Regions from separate parts of the Mus musculus genome. Here all the other regions are linked to region 2. Evidence: chromatin contacts called from public Hi-C data. All regions are on one chromosome and are shown on one strand. The core of a region is the stretch at or near the end of the contact, and the rest is flanking DNA. Distances in the headings are between cores, read along the strand shown.

Region 1 (4,161 bases), core at 1,550-4,049, 490 kb before region 2:
ACATACACACACTCATGCACACACACACACACAGACACACATCTTCATATACCACACACACACACACACACACACACACACACACTGGAATGAATGATGAAAACACCAAATTATCAATAACTAGTTATACAAGGTTATCTTTAACAAAAAAAAAATTTTTTTCAACAAAATAAAATTGTTGTATTTTGAACTGGGCATGGCGATACACACCTGTAATCCCAGTACTTAGGAGGCCGAGACCAGCATGGCCTATATAGTGAGACTGTACCCAAACAGAGGAAAATATGGGGGAGAAATAATTGCTACATTTTATGCTCTACTTAACATAAGAAAGGAAATTCACTTAAAATATGACAGTAATCTAGGCCTGCTTCAGCATCACTACTAAATATTAGGGGAAATGTTACCAACTAACCTAAAACTTTCTGTCAGGAGAAACGTCTCTGTCAAAACAATATGTAAAACACACACAAAAATCAGAATTTTCTTTGCTATTATTCTATCCTCCCAAACTGTCCCAGTAGAGCCAGCAGAGGGAGCACAACCATTGTGGGTTTGAATGTGTGCCTTTAAAAAAAAAAAAAAAAAAAAAAAAGCCTTTTCTCCTGGATTTTCAGATCCTTTATCATGATTGACAAAAATGATAAATCACAAATATTATTTGCCACTGGTAAATTGTCTCAAAAGTCACTTTTATTGAACAAGTGTCAAAACATTTTCTTTATTCACATTTTAGTTAAAAAAAAAAAAAAGTAATGCATGTCTGGTATAAAGGCGAAACAAACCCGGGGGAAAAATGCTTACAAAGTTAATAATCTACCTTCTATTCTGATCCATATTATGAACAGACTGGAATGTGTCTTATAACTTATTTTTAAAAAGTATATGTATATGTGAATATATGTCCTATGTGGATCATCTCTGAGTGTTTCCTACCCAATATCGAATAACGTCTTTGGGAGGAAAAATGAAATAAGCACAACGTTAGGACACGTAGTATAAGTACTTCCTGTGCAGAGCTCAGGAGTTCAGCCCTGCCGTGCAGGTGCTGCGGTCCACATGGAAACGGTGCGCATGCGTGATGCATGGGGAGCCCGTGTGCAGGTCCCTTCCTGAGATGTCATGAGGAAGACGAGGTAAACTGATTTCTAAGTCACGATTGATATTGCTAGTGTCTTCATAACACAAGATAGCAGCAATAAACTCAACCGCTTAAAGGGGGATTTTTTTTGTTACGTGAAATTAAAATACATTCTCGAATTTTTGGAATATTTTATAAATTCTAATGCAATGGAATGATCCAGTGTTTCTCTCCCAGGTGCACTGAGCCTACTTTCATTGTTTAACCAAAGGAAGGTAAAGGCTACAGGTATAGATATGATACTTTCTCCCACACAACAGGAAGAATCTTTCAATTTCTCGATGGTTTCCATCCTGTCCAATCCCTTTGCAAAGAGCTCCGGATAAATACGCATCCTAGGATATAAAGACACCAAAGTCCAGAGACCCTGCTTGCCAACGCTACCTCTGTGAATTCATTTCTGAACCCAGGGAATTTGCTGAAGCCAACACACCATGACTTGCTATGCAGTCCCATCACTCAGTTGATCTCCTTATTTGTCTCGGTGCCTACTAGACACGTTCTTGACTAATGCCAGTTGCTGTTGAACTTTGACCCCATATAAGTGTTAAGGTCTCCCACGTAGAAGAAGGAAATCTGCAGGAAGAGGATGGTGATGTGGGCAAATAATAACAATAACAACAACAATAATAATAGGGGAAACTGGAAGGATGACGGAAGGGAAGACCTTATTTACATGACTACAACATATTCTTTTTGGAGGTAAAGAATGTAATTAGTGAGCTGTGATTTCCTTCCCATCTCCTGAGAACAGAAAAGACCGTCTGTCTCTTGTGGTGGTTGTAATTTGCGTTTCGTTATGTTTTCTTTGCTAAGGGCTTTCAATGTTCAGAAAAATGTTCGAGTTACTGCACTTTGTAATAAAGTAAGAGGACACAGCACCGCGGTCCTCATTCCTCATTGACACAAACCAAGGAACGGGATGTCCAAAGCCTGGCTCAATGTCACAGGAAAGGCTGTTGCCGAAGTAGAGGTGGGCCCCCCCCCCCCCCCCCGAGAGCCCTTTAGGTTATCCACAAAATCAACACAAGCAGTCTAGATTTGTTATCTCGCCCCTTTCTGTCTCAGGCTGAGTGACAAAGAGTGCTTGGTGAGATACTGAGTAAGACTGACAACACAGGAAGTCCATTCTGGGGGCAAGCTGTGTGAGTGGCAGCCAAGCAGGAGGCCAGGAGGCAAGTCTGCGCACAGCTCCTTTCTCCCTAGCTCACCCCTACATGTGGCCCAGAGGCCGCAGTGATCCAGAAAAGGAGATGCTAAGGCCACGGAGGTTCCAGCTGCTTTGAAATTCACCGAACCAGTCCATTTCTAAGCATCTGTTAGCAAGAGGAAGCTGTGACTCAATGGGGGTGAAATGAGTCATCTAGACGACAGAGCCCTCGACATTTCCAAGTCGTTTGTGTGTTAATTCACAGATAATTTATATCCTTATTTATAAACTATGTTTAGAAACCGTCCAAGCGTTCAAGGAATCCTTTCTGACACAGTAGTGTGTTCAGTAAATCCAGTTCTTTCAAACATGTTAATACAGTTCTCAAGAATTCCTCCTAGATAGATCACATTTGAGCCTCAAATGTTGAACCTGAGGAGAAGTTATATCCAAACAGTCTCAGAGTGAACAACGGCCATAGGAGGAAGAGCTATTCATATGGAAACCACACCCACTGCTGAACTCACTGTTAAAACAGTCCGGGGGGACACTGTGAGTGTACAAAGTACACTGACCTAACCATGTGGCACAAACTTTGACTTATTTGTGCTACCACAGCAGTGTACTTCCCTGCAAATACAACAACAGTGATTCTACTGCAAACGGAATTTCACCGTCTTCCTGTAGACATGCCTTTCATGACAAGCATCTAGTCACGGATAACCTCTAACCAAATCAGGAAGAAAAAGAAATTCATCGGTAATTAGACACTAAACATCCCACTACTCCATCCATCATTTCTCCTCTACTACTGAATCATGACAAACGATACTTCTAAACAATGATAGTAATCAAGGTATGTTGTACAATGGGATATTAATAACCTTAGAATTAATTTTAAGATGAGCTGCTTATGTTTAAATGATTTGAAATATATATAGTATGTAAAAATCAGAGGCCCTAAAGTATGTTTCTTTCTTAACTCTTATTGTATACAAGATATGAAAACCCTAATTTCTAGGAAGGCATTCTATGATTTATTAGAAAATATCTTGTCATATTTTTAAAAATTTTTAGAATAACTTCTATTATGGTTCTCATTAAAAATGGATCCTTTTCTCAATACTAGCTATTTATAAAACAAAGAAACACACTAATCATTACAGAAGAGAATTCTTTTTATATCCTGTGTCCCTTACAGATGTTTAATCATTGGCAAAGAAATCAGAGGCTAGCTGCTCTTATCTGGAGAGTAAACATATCCAAGGAGGAAGATAGACACACAAGGACCCCCAAAGAGACTGAAAAGTTGCAAATTGTTTTTTCTGAAGAGAAAAGATCTCCTCTATGGTGGCAAAGACTCTAGCATGGAGTTCCTAAATCAAGAGACTGAAGAAAAACTACTGGTCTCATCAAAACTCCAAAAAAAAAAAAAAAAAAAAAAAAAAAAACGGGCTCTCAGAAGAAACAAATGCGGTAACATCCGAAGCCCCCATCAAATTGCTGCAGAACCTTAGAAAAGAACTGGTACCTGTAAAATCATTGAGCCAATGGACCAATGCTTTAGAAACTGCCCCCACCCCCACCCCACCCCCACCCCCGTCATCTTCCTTTCAAAAACAGGGAGAACCGGATAAGGGCCATTTGTTGCAACAAACGGATTGCAAAAATAAACGTTTAAATAAGTGGGGGGGGGGGGGAGGCCAATGGACGTCTAGCATTATAAAGAGGAGTGTTTAGCTTTTAAATCATCCAAACTGCTTTGCCAAATTTTGACATGCTTGGTTTCCTGTAGTTAAAAAAAAAAAAAATGAAAAAAATGAAATCTCTCTCTCTCTCTCTCTCTCTCTCTGCTTTGAAAAAAAAAGTG
Region 2 (4,137 bases), core at 312-2,811:
GTTCATTTTAAGTGTTTCTGGAAGCCTCTCTAGATCATTTACACAGTCTGTAGCTGCAGGTTCAGGGAATAGAAGTGGGGCTTATGCATGAAACTGGTTAGGAGTTTGGTTTATTTTCTGTCTCCAGAGATCTACTTTCTACAGAAAAGTGCTTTCTACGGATTTGAGCCTCCATTACCTTGAGAACAACAACAAAAAAATGATCAGAAAATCAAAGTCATTTGATACAGAAACAGCCTCAGAATGATTTGAATTTTATTTACTATCTTTTGCTAAAACTTTTTGAAAGAGAAAGCCATGTTCTCCCATCTGCTGACATAAGGTTAGGGCTCCCAGGCTTGCAAAGCAAGTGTTATCCTGACCTCAGGCAGGCACAAAACCTTTGATCTTCACCAGTCACTGTAGCTGCCTGAGATTATCTCCAGTGCCTGGAGCTACCCTAGCCCCACAGCCGGCCCCTGTGTAGTGAATGAGCTGTTGCAGGGCTGCAGCTGCAGGGGGTGGGGGGTGATCTACGTCTATAGTGGCAGGGAGAGGAGTGTGTATCCAAGAACGAAAGGCCTTGCTGCCGGTGCCTGCCTGTTGTGCAAAAGCTGCAGATACCCTCATGGCCTGGTGACAGGTTGGTGCTTTTCCCTTCAGTGGCAGAACTCAGAAATGACAAGGAAGAGAGAATTGAAGGGAGCGGAGGTAAGAAGGAGACTCTGCAAGGAGAAAGAAGGTAATGAAAGCTAGATTCTCTGAGGGGCAATGTCATCAAAGGGGAGAGTATCAAACAGACCCAAGGAAGAAGGAGCGGCTGAGGAAAGACTTGACAGTACTTTCCACCTGGGCTCAAACACTGTTTTATGAGACACTCAAAGTAAGTGTTCATTTCAATAACTGCCTTTGGAAATCATACATCACCTGCTCCTCCAACACAGCAAACGGGTCTCATGCACAAGCCTGGTGCATCCGTAAGAGGGCCACACAGATCTCCCAGGATGAGGATGTTATAATTAATTCGCATAATCAATGCTCAGTTTTATAGAAAACTATGTTTCTGCCCATCATAAGTTGAAACCTCAAACAGTTGCTCAATCAAAGCTTGTTTGTTACTTAGATTTAAAGTGAAGTAAGCCAGTGAGGTGGTACTAACTACAACACAACATTACTGCGGGTTACCCTTGGAAACTCTTCGATCCCTGTCAGCTATCTATCTAATCCTATTGAATTCTGACAACAACTTGAATTGCTACCGCTTCCATTTCATAACATGGTACAAATGAAGACAGCTCTAGCAGCTTGCTTACAGTTAGCCAAGAGCAAGAAGAGGTAGAATCCATAGATGTATATTCTTGTTCTAGCTGAAGTAAGAAACAAATAGCATTTATATACTAGAACTTAGACAGTTTAATAAATATATAAAGAGTGTTCAAATAATCCATGCTGTATTTCCAGAGCTAATACAATGGTAGAACTATGGTTCGGAGGGGTGGAAGATGAGGTTAGCACCAGCCTGTGTGATGTATGACCTTCCGTAATACAGAACTGGCCACAGTGACCACAAAGAATGGTTTTAGGTCCCTGACCACACATACACACTTCCATCTTGCAGTTTCTGTTCCCCACCACAGCCAGACAATGACCAAGCACAACATGAGGTTGGTGGGGTTTTTTTTCTTTGTTTTTTTGTTTTTTTGTTTTGTTTTGTTTTGTTTTGTTTTTAAAGGCGATGATTCTTTGGAACTCGTGAGCTTCACATTTAGGATAATGGGCTCTAGGATTCTGACTACAGAACCTGAGAAACTAGAAACTACAAGATAGAACCTGAGAAACTAGAAACTACAAGATAGCAGGGGCATCTGGGGGATGTGTAGACTTTTCAAGGTTACAGTGTTAGGGGTGTGGCATGGGTCTATCAAGACATCAAAAGACAGATGGTGTCCACATCCAGGGTCTGGTTTGCAAAGGGGCAAAGAGTTTACTCAGGCTTCAAGTAGATGAAGTTATATGTAGTGTTTGCTGAACTTAACAGTTCAGAAATGTAGATGGAGCCAGTTTTACTACAGAGTTTATTTTGAGGACAAAACTTCACTACTATGTTGTGGAACCATTCAGATGATTAGCATACACTTCTCATGTTTTCCCATGTTCATTCTATTTGAGAAAAAAATAAGATGAATGTGGGAAACTTCACCCAGCATAGGAGCACAAAAACGCACAAACTCAAAACATTCCCCAGCTACCCTGAGTTTACTGTGTGCCATTTACCTCGTCTCATTCGCACCCTTGTCACAGTCGTCCTTCCACAGCATTTACCAACACATAGATTCTCTGAAGAGCAAAGGACACAAGGCAGAAGAGAGTGCACCAAGACTCTGAAGGCCAAGTCTAAACTGCATGGCACTGGAGTTTGCCTAAGTCATCTCTAAGGCTCCGAACTGTCAGCTCTTAAAGATACGCTGTGGGTACCCTTACAGCCTCTCCTTTTCCTGGATCTGTCTTTCCCCTTCATGGGTGTTTTGTGGAAAATGTGTGTGTGTGGTGGTGGTGGTGGTGGGGCACTGTTTCTCTCTACTTGTTCAGTAGAGAGGTAGAGAGATCCTGTATGAGACTCTGAAACAAACCAGGGTCTACTCTCCCAACTAGCAAGCTGATGAAAGGAACATTGCTTAAAGCTCTTCTGCATGGTCCAGGCCAAAGATGCCTCGTGCCAAACCGTGGATTAGCAGTGATCCATCAGAGAATCTTTAGAGTCTTTGTACAACTAGGACAATTGATTACATTTTCCAGAAAGTAGAGCATATCAGATTTTAGGGATTATTATTTATTGTCATAATTGTACATGAAATGCTCATCGGTTTTTTTGCTTTTATTTTTTTCCCTAACATCTTTACTTACTAAACAAAAAATAGTTTTGGAATCAGTTTTTAAAGAGTTAATAGGTTATGTGTTTTCCAAAACTTGGAGTTATTTCTTCAGATATGCATTCTTATTTGCTCGTCCCCCCAGCAAAAAGCTAGCCCTGTACTATATTGTTGGTCTTTTTGTTGACATTTGTCTTGTTTTTTTATGTGCATGAGTATCACGCCTGCATGTATGTGTGCATCCCATTCGTGCCTTGTGCCCACTGAGGTCAGAGAAGGACATCAGATGCTCTGGGACTAGTTACAGGCAGTTGTGAGCTGCCATATGAGTGCTGGAAATTGAAGCTGGGTCCTCTGCAAGAGAGTAAGTCCTGTTAACCCATGAGCCATTTCCTCGGCTCCTCTGCTATAGCCTGGATTGTGGCATTTGGCAAACGTGCCAAGAGGGTTGTCTCTGCAACTGCCTGTGAAAAGATATCTTTTAGGTTGCCTATTCAAATACTTAAAATAGAAGTTTTCATATGTCTAAGAAGTTCATTCTCCATACTGTATCACTTTCCATGTTCATGTTACAGAGGACAGCTGTCTACTGTAGATACAGAGAGGGGAGAGCAGATGTGTTAGATTAAGGCAGCATCTAACCCCGTGTCCTTCTGTTTTGGTCCAAATAAGGAAACAGACCCTGAAGTTTGGCAATCTCAAGAATGGAGTTAGAGAGCTTCAGGAACCAAGATTTGGTAGCAAGGTCACTTGTTTCAGAAACCATAACAAACTTATTTCATTCTTACATGAAAGTCCCTCCATCATCTGAAATTAAAAAGGGTGATAATTCACCCAAACTGAGTTAAAAGCAATAACGTACTTGTTCTTCACCCTTAATTAAGTATCTAATTTATAGACATTCAGAGACTCGGACACACACGCTGTCCCCAAGAAGCTCAAAAAATGTGTTTTCTTAAAAAAAAAAAAAGTAAAAAAGAAAAAGAAATGTAAATGCAAGAAAAGAATGCAGTCATTAAATAATGTGATAAAGACTAGAGGAAGTTAAGTTTAATACAGAAGGAGGCGAGGACACAGAGAAATGTGTGCGGAGGATAGTTTCTAGAAACTTCAGAAAGGAGAAAGTAATTATGAAGACAGGACACACAGAGAAGCAGCACAGAGACCGGCCTCTAGGACTGAAATAACCCAGATGCAGAGTGGCTGTGGAGAAGGGAAAGCAGGGCCACAGGCAGATGACAGATAAAAAGATCTCAGCCATTTCACAGAGAACTTGAATGTAGACACA
Region 3 (3,853 bases), core at 268-2,767, 410 kb before region 2:
AATGAGAGACTCATAACATATTTTGAGCTAGGTTTTTGATCAATTGCTGGAACTGTTAATATTATAGAGACCTTTTAGATGAAGGAAATACATTTTTAATTATAAAATGTGCATGAGCCTTTGGAGACCAGGAAAAAAATGTCATGGTTTGAGTGTGAAATGTTTTCTACAGATACAGGTTTTGAATGCTTTGTTCTTCCCTGGTGACACTATTTTGGGCTATTATAGAAAGCTGAGAGGTAAGACTTGATCATTGGGGATATGACTTTGAAGGTTGTTTCTGGACCTCAGTCTGTTGTTTTCTCTCTTTTATGCCCACTATTAATAAACTGTTCAAACTATGCATGATAAGTATAATTGACATCTATAGACTATTTCACCAAACAACAAAACAGTCATTTCAAGTGTGCTTGGGATATTCTCTAAGAGAGGCTAAACATTCTGGATCATGCCATGTTAGCGAAATTATGAAAAACAGAACTCATACAATGTCTGCTCTCAAACCACTCTAGACATTAGCTAGAAATTGATAGCAGGAAAAAAAACATGGAAAAGTACACAAAAGAGATTAAATAATATACTTCTCAATAACACACAGATTAGACAAATGTCTGAAGGCCCCGTGAGAGATTTTAAACAAACAAACAACTGCCTATTGCTGCTTTTAGGTTGTGATGTAATCAGTGTTAACATAGAAATCTGTAGCATTTAGTGTATATATTATTGAAAAATTTTAAAAGAATGTTCTAAAAATAAATTGATTAAGCTACTAAGTTAGGAAAGTAGTTAGATATAACACTAATTCCAAAGTGAGACAGTAAATAATAAATATCTCAAAACATGAAGTCAACAGAGAAGAATAAAACACAAAGCCAATTAAAAAAAAAAATCAACAGAATCAGTGGTTCTAGCTATGCTAAGACAACAAGGGACAACAAATTTGCTAACATTAGAAATGGAAGTAGGAGTCAGGCAGTGGTGGCGCACGCCTTTAATCCCAGCACTTGGGAGACAGAGACAGGCGAATTTCTGAGTTCGAGACCAGCCTGGTCTACAGAGTGAGTTCCAGGACAGCCAGGGCTATACAGAGAAACCCTGTCTCGAAAAAAAAAAAAAAAAAACCAAAAAAAAAAAAAAAAAAAAGAAATGGAAGTAGGGATATTGCTATAGAGACTGTATTAGCAGAAAAATAATGAAATACAGTGAGCAATAGTAAAATAAACTATTTGAAAGAAAAATTTGCCTAGACTCACATTAGATGAAAAGATTCTATGAATGCCACGATATCCATTAAAAGTAATGAATCAGTGATTAATGACTATACTGGGTTGTTTAATGTCAACTTGACACAGGCTAGAGTCATCTAAGAGGAGGGAACCTCAATTGAGGAATGCCTCTCTAAGATCAGGCTGCAGGCAAGCATTTTCTTAATTAATGATTCATGCTGGGAGAGCACAGACCATCATGGGTAATGCCTTCCCTTGGCTAATGGTCCTTGGTGTTATGATATCAGACTGAGCAAGCTGTGGAGAGCAAGCCAGGACACAGTACTCCTTCACACCTGTGCATCAGCTCCAGGGCAACAGTGCCCTAAGAGCCAGTCCACCAAAGGCTTTACAAAACAAAACATACACACACACACACACACACACACACACACACACACACACAAACAAACACACCTACTAATTAGTATCTTTTACTGAAAGCACTGAACTAATCCTCCATAAAATAGAATCCAGCAGTAAAAAAAGAAGTATATATACATCAGGGCCAAATGGTATTTGTCTCAGGAAAGGAAGTCTGACTCAGCATTTGAAAATAAAAGACAGAAGACAGGAAAAACATCAGTGACTAATAATTACTATAAAGCAGTCTAACTTAGAGGTAGTTTGAGTGGCAAAAGAGGAAGACAAAAGGCCACTTAAAAAACAAGCAAGCAAAGCAAAACAAAAACAAACAAAAACCCAAATCAAAACAACAACAACCAAACACTTTAAAATGACCATTTATCATGGCTTTTATACCAAGAGGTCAGTCATCGCCAGGAGACATACTGGCTTTCACAGCAGACTCTTTATTTTCAGTTTAGAGATAGTGCCCAAGGCCATTTTGGAACCAGGTTGCAACAGAACCATGACCCTTCAATGAAATCAACCTTTCCTCTTAGTTTCTATGAGGATTAGTTATAAGCAGACACTTGTATTAAAGATATAAAAATTCTCCCAAAGCCAGTTATGGTGACTCATACCTTTAATCCTAGCACTCAGGAGGTAGAGGCAGGTGGCTCTCTAGAAGTCTGAGATCAGTCCTGTGAGTTCTATGTTTCTCTATGTGAGACAGAGCTACATAGAGAAAACTTATCTCTAAATAGATAAAAGCATCCAAGCAAAGCATCAAGTCCATCTAAAGCAAAGCATTCAAGTCTAAAACATGGTGGAGCATTCCTTGCTACAGCTGGTACTCCTAGATCTCACCATATGTCTCATAATACTAATTATTACTTTTACTTTAAAGACTAGAGAAGACATAGATGTTTCTGTAAGTGTTTTGGAAGACAGAGGGTTTTGAACAGCTTTTCCTGGTTAACAACCTTAGCAAAAGCCCAAGAGATGTAGCAATGACTGCCACAGGGCTGGAGGGTAGTGAGAATTCCCAAAGAGCACAAAATAGCTATTATTTGGGGGGCTATCTGTTTTATGGTGAAACGTTCTTTTGTGTATTGAAGTACTCCTCAATACATATTAAAAATCTCTTTGGTGATGCATAATCAATTAGAATCCATGAAAAAGTTATTGGAAAAGACCATGAAGATTAAGTATTGGAAGCAGTGATGTTTTGAATGGGAGTGGCACCCATAGACACAAGTGTTTGAATGTTTGGTCCATAGGGAGTGGCATTATTAGGGGGTGTGGCCTTGTTGGAGGAAGTGTGTCACAGTGGAGGTGGACTTTGAGGTCACTTGTGTTCAAGCTATGCCCAGTGTGGCACACAGTCTCCTTCTGCTGCCTGTGAATCAAGATGTAGAACTCTCAGCTCCTGCTCCAGCACCATTGTCTGTCCATGCTTCCCACCATGATAACGGTGGGCTAAACCTCTGAAGCTGTAAGTTAACCCCAATTAAAAGTTTTTCTTTATAAGGGTCATGGTGGACCTTCACAGCAGTAAAATCCTAAGACAGAAGTCTTTTGTCTTTAGAGAATGCAGATGTGTCAGCTTGTTCCACTTGATTATTAGACACGCATGAGCTATATCTCACTTATAAAAAAAATAATTCCATGTTTGGAATTTGTAGGAGAAAAGCAACCATGCATGGAACATTGCAAATGACAGCTTCTTTGGAAAGTAAGTGGAGATTGCTATAGAATAACCACACATTAGGGTTTATAGGCTTAAGTAAAACACATCAGGTTTTGCTCATATCATTAAGATATTGTGCACAATGTAATATTTACTTAAAAGACGGGTCTTTATAATTTTTGTGACAGTACTAGAGATTGAACTCATGACCCTGCACATTCCAGGAGAACTTTCTACCAACTGAGTCATAACCCAATCCAAAGACTGATTTTTATAATGCGTTAGGTTTTATTCATTTTGGAAAGCAGGCGTAAAAACATTAATGTTTTGTTTTCGTTGTGCAATTCTCTCCAAAAAAAAACAGCATAGAAATACCTAGAAGATTTTTTACTATTTCATGAATCTTCTTTTATCATTAATATTTGTCAAATCTTCTTTCTAAGGCACAAATGAATCCCAGTTTTAATAAGGGACACCGATTTATGCACAAGCACAGTAATGGCGATCAGTATGAGCTTGTGATTTATGGTTTATCATTCTCTCCAGTTAACCA

What was found. A called contact is a pair of places that touch in the nucleus more often than the background predicts.
Region 1: a Hi-C map of bone marrow-derived macrophages shows a contact between it and region 2, with 18 read pairs. The contact joins two enhancer-like sites. A contact is called at or near these places in 1 of 39 promoter capture datasets (the SN4741 cell line), 1 of 484 Hi-C or Micro-C datasets (bone marrow-derived macrophages), 7 of 115 datasets of contacts at active chromatin or transcription factors (embryonic basal ganglia, embryonic hindbrain, embryonic stem cells and 3 more) and 1 of 9 other capture datasets (embryonic stem cells).
Region 3: a contact with region 2 is called in a Hi-C map of bone marrow-derived macrophages, with 20 read pairs. The contact joins two enhancer-like sites. A contact is called at or near these places in 1 of 484 Hi-C or Micro-C datasets (bone marrow-derived macrophages) and 2 of 115 datasets of contacts at active chromatin or transcription factors (embryonic stem cells and forebrain).

The regions. Positions count from the first base shown.
Region 1 is chr14:105,921,294-105,925,454 of GRCm38.p6, reverse strand. No RefSeq gene overlaps it. Among named protein-coding and RNA genes, the nearest start is that of Spry2, 27 kb to the right of the region's middle. Within about 2 kb of position 2,799, at least 153 of the 459 cell types and tissues checked have an H3K27ac peak or open chromatin away from gene starts, as enhancers often do. A contact at or near this core is called in bone marrow-derived macrophages, where this site is marked.
Region 2 is chr14:105,429,190-105,433,326 of GRCm38.p6, reverse strand. All of the region lies in intron 1 of 5430440P10Rik (RIKEN cDNA 5430440P10 gene), which reads right to left. Among named protein-coding and RNA genes, the nearest start is that of 5430440P10Rik, 3.7 kb to the right of the region's middle. Within about 2 kb of position 1,561, at least 36 of the 459 cell types and tissues checked have an H3K27ac peak or open chromatin away from gene starts, as enhancers often do. A contact at or near this core is called in bone marrow-derived macrophages, where this site is marked.
Region 3 is chr14:105,839,730-105,843,582 of GRCm38.p6, reverse strand. No RefSeq gene overlaps it. Among named protein-coding and RNA genes, the nearest start is that of Gm41239, 19 kb to the right of the region's middle. Within about 2 kb of position 1,517, at least 7 of the 459 cell types and tissues checked have an H3K27ac peak or open chromatin away from gene starts, as enhancers often do. A contact at or near this core is called in bone marrow-derived macrophages, where this site is marked.